Linked DNA regions of Mus musculus: region 1 is linked to region 2. Evidence: chromatin contacts called from public Hi-C data. All regions are on one chromosome and are shown on one strand. Each heading gives the region's core, a stretch centred on a gene start, on an enhancer-like site or on the middle of the called end of the contact. The rest is flanking DNA. Distances are from core to core; before and after follow the strand shown. Region 1 overlaps Lars2 (leucyl-tRNA synthetase, mitochondrial). Region 2 overlaps Cdcp1 (CUB domain containing protein 1).

Region 1 (5,169 bases), core at 1,190-3,689, 270 kb before region 2:
TCTTCAGACACTGTCCAGATGGAAGGCGGAATGTCTGTCCCTTAATGAGGCCTTGGGCCAGTAGTTTATGGAAAGGTTCCCTGAGGAAAGATCACAGGGAAAAAAGAGAGGGGGAGATGGAGCAGCCAGGACTCAAGGCATCCAGAAATCATCACTATGGACCACACCTTAGAACAGGATCCTGGGATATGGTGTTAACATTAAGTCAGAGCAGCAGCCAGGTCCACTTTGCACTGAGCTGAGGTGGAGAGAGCACAGGCCTCAGATCTGGAAGGCCTGGATCTCACCAACTTCTACCTGAGCCACAAAAGCCACTTCCTTGCTCTGGGAGTCCAGTTTGCCAACCTATAAGATGGGAGGAAGAAAAACTTGCCAAGTTATGGATGGGAAGATGGGTTCAAGTGACTGCATGAAAACAGAGCCCGTGTCAGCTGCCCATCAGGCACAGCACAGAGGGGCCAAGAGGGAGTACTGAAGGCTGTCCTTGTGAAGGGTGCTTACTATTTCCCTTAACACAGGACCTGCTTAGACTGTCTTAAAGTTTTAAATCTAATGAGTTGGACAGGAATGGGTCATTTCTGTTAAAATCAAAGGATTATCTACCTGTTCTTCCTAGCCTATTACACTCTAAGGAGACAGCTACCAACAGCTGGTGTGTGTGTTAGTTGCATATCACGTGTGGTGGTTTGATCAGGTTTGGTTCCCATAGACTCATGTGTTTAAATGCTTGGCCCATAGGGATTGGCACTATTAGGAGGTGTGGCCTTGTTGGAGTAGGTGTGGTTTTGTTGGAGGAAGGATAACACTGCGGGGGTAGGGCTTTGTGGTCTTATATTTGCTCAAGCTTCACCCAGTGTAGAATTCCAGTCCCCCTTTGCTGCCTTCAGATCAAGATATAGAACTCCCAGCTACTCCAGCAGCATGTCTGCCTGCACACTGCTATACTTCCTGTCACACTGATAATAGACTGAACTTCTGAACCTATAAGCCAGCCCCAGTTAAATGTTTCATGTGTAAGAGTCGTCTTGGTCAGGGTGTCTCTTCACAGCAATAAAACCCTAAGACACCATGAGAAAACAACATGACCAAGGCAACTTATAAACAAAAGGATTTAACTTGGGGCTCATGATTGAAGAGGGTTAGAGTTCTTGACCATCACAGTGGGGAAGCATAGCAGCAGGCATAGTAGGTCCTCCAGAAGAGAAGCCAGTGAACATAACTGCTGAGCCATCCATTGTTCCAGCCTGTGCTCCAATAAACTTCCCCCAATCCCTCTGACAATGTCTCGCTCTGAAGCCTTGGCTGGACTGGAACTCTCTATGTAGATTAAACTCGGAAATCTACCTACCTCTGTACCCTGGGTGCTGAGATTAAAGGCATGCACCACCACAGTCACTACAATGGTTTATTCTTAAGAAACACTCAAATTCTTTACCCTATATTATTTTATTTTCGAAGAATCTGCCTGATTCACTTGATGCATTTCAGCAAGTAATTCCAGACACCATCCTATGCAAGTATTTCATGTTGCTCTGGACAACTAGAGATTCGTTCAGTTATACTGCCATGGCAGACCTTCCAACATCCTAGCTCTGGGGTGCAACGTCACTGACATGGGGTTGGGGGGGAGGGGTGGGCAGGTATTGGGAGCTTCTACTCAGGGAATCAGAAAACCAGAAACCTAACCACAAGTTATAAACCAGAATAGTCTTGCAGGCTAATCCCAGAAGATCCTTACTTCATGTTCAAGGTTATCTGATTTAGGCGAGTACTGGCCCAAGTGGCCCCTGCCCAACAGCTATGGGTAGGTAGTAACAAGGAGGAAGACATTTTCTAGTAGATTCAAGAGAGCAGATGGGGCAGACAAGAGAGTGAGAGAGATGAGGGCCAGGAATATTTCTGATTTTTGTGTATATCAGTCCCATGCTGCACCATAATTTCCTCAGGGTCCAGGTGCTAAGTACATGTTCTGCCTGAGATGCATCCCACCGTCCTGTTCTAAGGGCTTTTAGTGAGTATGTATGTATTTGTGTGTGTGCACACGTGCATGTAACACATGCATAGGAGTAGATGGAAACAGTGGTGGGAGACTGGAGAGATGGCTCAGTGGTCAAGAGCAGCGGCTGCTTTCCAGAGGTTCTGAGTTGAATTCCCAGCACCCACATGGCAGCTCCCAACCATCTATAATGGGATCTGATGCTGCCTTCTGGTATACAGCTATGCATGCAGACAAAGTTCTAAAACAAGTAAATAAAGTAAAATAAGTAAATAAATCTTTATAAAAAAGAAGCAATGGTGAGAGATAGGGCACATTTACAAAGGTGGAAAAAATCAAGTACTGTTAACATTCAAAAAGAAACGCTGTTATTTATTATCTATCATTGGGGTTTTGTTTGGTTTTGTTTTTTATATAATCAAGTGACCCACCACTGCCACCTTCTGGGGATGTGTAGAATTGCAACTTGCCAGCCAGACCCTAGAACTGTACTCTAGCTTTTAAATCTCCCTCTCTCCCTTTCCCTTCTTTCTCTGTCTCTGTCACTGTCTCTCTCTCTCCCTGTCTCTCCCCCCTCCCTTTCCATCTGTCTTTCCTTCTTCCCTCTCTCCCCCTTTCTTCTTCCCTTTCCCTCTCCCCGTCCTCTCCCTTTCTCTTTTCCTCCCTCTCTCCTCTCTTCTTCCCTCTCCCTCCTCTTCCTCTCACTGTCTCTATTTCCACCTCCTCTCTCCTTCCTATGTTCAAAGAAAACTGTCAAATGACATTTAACAGTCACACTGAGAAGTACACTAGTTCTGGGGTAGGTACACCTTGATGAATCTTCATGACAGACACCTGTGTAAACACAGACACGCAAACAGCACCTAGCATGCCGACCCACTTCCCCCAGGCACTCTGTCTCCTCTGCCACCTGACTAGTTTGACTACTACCAGAATCACTTACTTTTTTATTTCAAAATTACTTCAAACAGTTTCTGAGTGAGGGCCCAAGGCTGTCCACACTGGTCCTTTTCCCACAATTGGCAGGTCTCCTGTAGAACAGCTGCACCAGGACTAAGACTCTGATAATGAATGTGTCTCAATCTCTGAAATTTATGCTACTAGATCCATCTAGACCCCAGCTTCTCCAAGTTACAGCCCAGCAGGCACTGTCTCAGACAGATGATTTAGTATAGGGATGATAAAACTTGGCATGGGAAAAGGGGTAGGAGCTGGAGAGATGGCTCAGTAATTAAGAGCACTGGTTGTCCCAGTGATTGCCAGCACCTATAAGACATCTTACTGTCTTTAACCCCAGTTCCAGGGATCCAATGCCTTCTTCTGGACCCTGGGGCACTGTACATATGTGGTGAACAGACATGCACACAGGCAAAACACCCACATAAGTAGAATGTTTTTAAAATTGCATGAGTTCCAGTGGCCTGGCTATGGTCCCCCAGGCTCCCCTGAGCCTCAGCAGCACTTCATTTCTGCAGACTTCTCTGAGCCAATGTGATTCTCCTAGAAAGGCAGATGTGGTCTACTAAGAATGAGAATGAGAGACTCTTGCATCCCAGTACTGTCTTCCAAGAGCAGGAGGGTGGCCCAGATTCTCCTGACCCCTTCAATTGCACCTTGGAGGCAGATTTTTTTTTTTTTTTTTATCAACAGTGAAATATAACCTGTGTAAGCAGGAAGACAAGTGCTGGAATCTTCACCGTTTCTAGGTTAGTCCAGGTTCCTCCTCTGTCCTACCTTTAAAGGGTGGAAAGAAGGAAGAGAGCAAGCAAGCTCAGGATATTCTAAGCATAGATTGACAGGTTACTTTTAGTGTTATTTATAATGAATACTGAAGCCCTGGACAGACAGCTGCCCACTCCTCTGACTGCACCAGGTGGCTGCTGATGCAGAACCAAGAAACCAAGTTGAGGCCTGCCCTCACCCAAAATTACCAGGATCCTCCCTGGGTCTCCTTTTTGCAGACTATATTCTGTAAATGGCTGCTTTTTAAAATTATTATGTAATCACTGCCAAAGTCTGGCTGGGTGTGGTGGTGCACACCATAAATAATCCCATGGCTGGCTGTGGTGGTGCACACTATAAATAATCCCAACACTGAGGGAGGAAGAACAAGAGTTCTAGGCTGGTCTGGGCCAGGTGGTGAGTACAGAAAAAAGGAAAACACATAAAATTACCATGAGACCATGACAGTAAAAGGACACAACCCACAACCAGCAAATCTGTTTTCACAGATACAAAATGCAAAATGGACTGAGTAGCAGATCCTGAACCACAAGCATTTTAACTAATTATCTGATGGGCCCAGTGATATCAATTTTTAGTGTTCTGATGCAGAAATGTTGTTCTCATACATCAAAGTCTCTGGGGGTAAGAAGCAGAAGGCCAGTTTCAGGACTCAGTTGCACCCAGCATGGTTTTCATACAGTAGAGTTCTAACCAGAGCTGGCAGAGTGGATAAGGGTGGAGCCTCCAGCACCCTCATTCTAACGAAGCTAAATCTCTGTCTGCTTTATGGAGAATCTGAAGGTTATAGACGTAGTTTTAGGTTGAGACAGGGCCAATCCTACTACCTTTGCCCTCTGAGTAGTGGGATTCCAGGCATGTACAAAAGTCAAACATTCTTATCTATCAAACCATTTAAAATAGGGCAGGCAAGATGACTAAGTGCCTGAAGATGCTCGAGGACCTCAGTTCAATCCCCGGGACCTACATGGTGGGAGGAGAGAACTGACACTGCAAGTTGTCTTCTGAACCCCAAAGAAAACAGACAAGCACAGGCCCACCCTCGTGCACACACACATAAACTAATACCTTCTCACTATGCAGCTCTCGAAGGCCTAGAACTCAAGAGATTTGCCTGCTTCTGTCCCAAGGTAGGGAAATATATATCTCTATCAATCAACCTATCTATCTATGTTGACCCAAGATTTCAATGTTAGGACTGACTCTTAAGATATACTTCCCTTTCTTGCTGAGAAATAAAACATCACTCTTTTAAAAAATAATAATATATTACAAAAATAAGTAAATGATTTAATCAATTATGACACACTATGCAGAAATAAAAAATGGGAAATATGTATGTTTTGATGGAGAAAACCATCAAAATTTCCACAAAGTCAAAAAAAATCAAAGACTCTATTCAAACCACCACAGTTATTTGTTAGCATTTG
Region 2 (4,537 bases), core at 1,935-4,434:
CAGTCACCTTGTGCTGAGACTCCATGATCTCTGACAGGAAGCTGAGGGTCCTGGAGCTGAAGTAGTGTGAAGCCATCCAATTAAGAAGTGGTGGGGTATGGTGCAAGTAGAGAAGGCCATGATGTCACTCACATCTCTAACATGACACAGAAATGTGGGGGCATGTTGGGGTAGAGACTTGTGTCTCAGCATCCCAGACGAAGGTGAAGAGTTCCTCTGTCCTGAGAGTAGACAAGAAAGCTGATGAAGAGCCATGAATGGAAAGGAAAGCAGGCAGCCCCCACTCTGTCCTTTGGCCAACCTACTTGGAGGGTGTACTCCACCCATCCCCCCAAGCCCCCTTGCACATGGGTATCACCAACTTTCTCTTCTAGGTTGCCTGGACCACCGCTACTGCTATAGGCAGTCCTTCAAACTGCAGGTGCCTGACTATATCCTCCAGCTGCCTGTACAGCTGCATGACTTCTCCTGGAAGCTACTGGTGCCCAAGGACAAGCTCAGCCTTATGCTGGTGCCAGGCCAGAAGCTGCAGCAGCATACGCAAGAGAGGCCTTGTAACACCAGCTTCGGGTACCACGTGACCAGCACCACCCCTGGCCAGGACCTGTACTTTGGTTCCTTCTGCTCAGGAGGCTCCATCGAGAAGATCCAGGTGAAGCAAAATAGCTCGGTGACACTGAGAGCCTATGCTCCCAGCTTTCAACAAGAAGTCTCCAAGCAAGGCCTGATAGTGTCCTATACACCGTATTTCAAAGGTAAGTGTTCCCTTGCCCATCCACCATTAAACCCTCTAAGCCATTCTTGTTAGACAATCACTGCATCTTGTATAAACCTGCATTAGTTACTTTCCTGTTGTGTGACCAAATACATAAGGAGGAACATCTTAAGGAAGGGTTTTTTGACTCACAGTTTACAAGTACACTCCACCATAATGAAAAAAGTCATAATTTAGAGAGAAAGGATCGTTGTCTGAGTTTGCTCCTCATCAGAAGTGCAGGACATTGGGTCCTAATCCTGACAATTTCATCAACCTCCCATGGAAATTTCCAGTTCTTATAAATTTGAAAAATGTTTCTGACAGTGAGAGGTGTGGCTGGTAGACAGGAAGACAAGTCAGGTTCTAGTCTTTTTGGGAAAGCTGACATGGGTAAAATAAGAAATGACAAACTATTCCCCAGCCCTGCTTTGACAGTTCAGTATACCATGGAGAGCACAGCAGGGGAGGGGGTGGTTACTAGGGAAGAAATAGCAGATGCAAGGGTCCTGTTCTACAAGGCAGAGGCAAGGTCAAGGTCCACAGTGCTCTGAGGTAGAGAATGAAGTCTAAATGGCTCTCTGGGGTCACTTGAATACAGCTGATTGCAAAAGTCAAATCACCATTGCGTGTTGCTCAAGGATGGTGCTGCTACAGTAGAGGTCAGGGATGGTGGTGTTGCATCAGTGGTCAGGGATGGTGGTGTTGCATTAGAGGTCAGGGATGGTGGAGGTACATTAGAGGTCAGGGATGGTGGTGTTGCATTAGAGGTCAGGGATGGTGGAGGTACATTAGAGGTCAGGGATGGTGGTGGTACATTAGAGATCATTTTGAAGTTGGCTGCGACCTTTATTTGAGGCTGATTTTTCAGTGGCATGGTGGGAAAGAAATAAATCTTTGTGATAGATTAAGGTCAATCCAGGTTGACCTGATTGCCATCTTCAAGATTACGAGGGAATCCCCTTTGGGAAGCTTTGAGAATCCAGGGTTATTCTCCTCAGAGAAGAATGTTAGTTCTTATCTCATCTGGAGCATACAGCAGACCTACAGATATGTTGAAAGCCCTTTCAACATTTCAATCCTAGACATCTGCCCAAACCTGCAGCTTTGTTATTGTTGTTGTTGTTGCTCTCTGGGGCAGACATAGATATATCCTACTCCCACAGTAGAGTGGGGCAGGGAGATTGCCGCTTTGGGAATATTTCTGAGAACCCTCATTTGGCAAACTGTTCGGATGTTTGTTTGAAATGAACCTGGACACATAGTCTAATAGAGAGCGGTATCCTTCACTAACTGATACAGTACCCACATGCAATCATGTAAACCAAAATCAGTGTTGAATGAATGAAAAATATGCACTTCTGTTGCATTGGTTTCCATTGGTGAGATAACTTATATGCAGGAGAAGTTTTCTTTGGCTCACAGAATCAGACTGAATGCCATGCTTGGTAGATCCAGCCACTGTTGGGGTCTGTGTTGGAGCAATATATCACAGTAGGAGTGTGTAATGGGAGCGGCTGCTCACCTCATGGTCATCAGAAAGCAAAAAGAGAGTAAAGAACAGGGTCCCAATAGTCCCTTTAAGGGTATTCCCCGGTGACCTAACTTCCATTTGACCTCTCTCCCCTTATAGGTCCTATCACCTCCCAGTAGTACTATGAACTGGTGACTGGACCTGTACTCTACAGCCTTTAGGGGATAGCGTAGATGCTGACTATACTACTTGGCACAGTGAGCACACAAGAAGTGCTCAATAGGTGCACATGAATATTGGCTACCTACTGAACAGTCATAATATAGAACATGTCCATCATAGCAGAAAGTTCTCTTGGATGGCACTGGTGTAGACTATTCAGTATCCCTTACACTCCCTTTTCTCTCCATTTTATTGAGTGATACAGCATTTGTCTGGATCTCTTCCATTTCCTGCAGAGGAAGGCATCTTCACGGTGACCCCAGACACAAAAAACAAGGTCTACCTAAGATCACCCAACTGGGACCGTGGCCTGCCTGCCCTCTCCTCAGTGTCTTGGAACATCAGTGTGCCTAGCAACCAAGTGGCTTGTCTGACCGTCTTGAAAGAGCGTTCTGGCTTGGCCTGCCAGTCAGGGCGTGCATTCATGATCATCCAGGAGCAGCAGTCCCGGGCAGAGGAGATCTTCAGCTTGGAGGAGGAAGTCCTGCCTAAGCCAAGTTTCCACCATCACAGCTTCTGGGTTAACATCTCCAATTGCAGCCCCATGAATGGCAAGCAGCTAGATTTGCTCTTCTGGGTGACTCTTACCCCGAGGACTGTAGGTAAGAACTTTCAGAGTCTCCTGGAGGTGGTGAAGGAAAGAAAAAATTGAGGGGCACTTGAGAGGCAGAGAACAAGCTTTCGAGGCAAGTCAGGAAACAGATTGAGTCATAGCTATCCACACATCAGCTATTGTACAACATTTACTGTTTGCACATTGTCTGGGCAAGTCTGTTCTGAGCTAAGCTTATTGGGTCCACGTATTATTCATCTGCAGGCTGTACAGGTTGATTATGAGACTTTGCTGATCTTGACTATCTATATCCTGACAAAGGTCCCAGCCCAATGACCTGAGACAGTTGTGCTTACTTAACTCTGCCTTGTGCTGAGAAATGCACAAGACACCAAAGGAAGCATAGAAGGAACAAGCAGAACACATCTTCTGCCACATTCTATTGGCTCACGTGGATCCTTCTGCTACAGTTCTTCACTCTTGAACCCCATGATCTATAGGAGTTCTCTTCACTCCTGTGATCTTCATCTGTAGAGTGAGGGGGTGAAAGATCATAGGGAGACAGTAACGAGGATTAAAAAATATGAGAACCTGGGGCTGGAGAGATGGTTCCGCAGTTAGAAGCACTGTCTGCTCTTCCAGAGGTCCTGCGTTCAATTCCCAGCAACCACATGATGGCTCACAGCCATCTGTAATGGGATCTGATGCCCTCTTCTGGTGTGTCTGAAGAGACAATGGTATACTCATATACATAAAATAAATAAATCCTTAAAAAGTATATGAGGACCTGGAGAGAGATGGGGAGAGGGAAATGGGAGGGAGGGAGGGAGGGAGGGAGGGAGGGAGGGAGCAAGGGAGGGGGAGAGGGAGGGGGAGAGAGAGAGAGAGAGAGAGAGAGAGAGAGAGAGAGAGAGAGAGAGAGAGAGAGAGAGAGAGAGCCACTAGGAACTCCCAGCTCTGAAGTTACTACTTGGACCTTCTTCCTCTTCTGCTCTCTTTTTCTGTCACTTATTTCTATGTCCTCTGAATCTCACCCTTTGTTTCTTCGTGAGTCTAGTGTGGTGTTCCCTCTCAGATCTGTGCTCTTTTTCCATTGTGCGGTGTGGGGAAAAAGACAACTCAACCCAGATGAAATGACCTGCTCCTTCACTCCTTCTGCTGTTTGAGTCTCTGCTCTCCCCTCTGCTTTTCCTTCTCTACGACAGCCTGGTGACCAGGGAACACACCCAGTGGAAGCCAGGAGTAGCGAGCGTCCCACCCCTATCTGTTTCATGTATCTAAGTGCTACATACAAACTATTTCAAATTGTATTGGCTTAGACCAGTGGTTCTCAATCTGTGGGTCACAACTCCCGCAAGGATAGCCTATCAGATATCCTGTGCATCAGATATTTATATTATGAATCATAATGGTAGCAAAATTAGTTATGAAGTAGCAACAAAATAATTGTGGTTGGGGGGGTCACAACAATATGAGGAACTATGTTAAAGGTCACAGCATTAGGAAGCTCGAGAACCACTGACTTAGATAGTAA

What was found. A called contact is a pair of places that touch in the nucleus more often than the background predicts.
Region 1: a contact with region 2 is called in a Hi-C map of bone marrow-derived macrophages, with 33 read pairs. The contact joins two enhancer-like sites. A contact is called at or near these places in 9 of 39 promoter capture datasets (the C10 cell line, the HPC-7 cell line, cranial neural crest and 6 more), 1 of 15 datasets of contacts at CTCF or cohesin (CD8 T cells), 61 of 484 Hi-C or Micro-C datasets (B cells, the C2C12 cell line, CD4 T cells and 33 more), 4 of 115 datasets of contacts at active chromatin or transcription factors (the NIH/3T3 cell line, PVALB interneurons, embryonic fibroblasts and 1 more) and 1 of 9 other capture datasets (pancreatic islet).

Annotation. Positions count from the first base shown.
Region 1 is chr9:123,447,656-123,452,824 of GRCm38.p6, reverse strand. Lars2 (leucyl-tRNA synthetase, mitochondrial) reads right to left here. Exons shown (of 21, transcript NM_153168.3): 15 at 1-80. Among named protein-coding and RNA genes, the nearest start is that of Gm40586, 14 kb to the left of the region's middle. Within about 2 kb of position 2,439, at least 10 of the 459 cell types and tissues checked have an H3K27ac peak or open chromatin away from gene starts, as enhancers often do. A contact at or near this core is called in bone marrow-derived macrophages, where this site is marked.
Region 2 is chr9:123,176,203-123,180,739 of GRCm38.p6, reverse strand. Cdcp1 (CUB domain containing protein 1) reads left to right here. Exons shown (of 9, transcript NM_133974.3): 6 at 375-755; 7 at 2,687-3,052. Among named protein-coding and RNA genes, the nearest start is that of Gm23323, 16 kb to the right of the region's middle. Within about 2 kb of position 3,184, at least 17 of the 459 cell types and tissues checked have an H3K27ac peak or open chromatin away from gene starts, as enhancers often do. A contact at or near this core is called in bone marrow-derived macrophages, where this site is marked.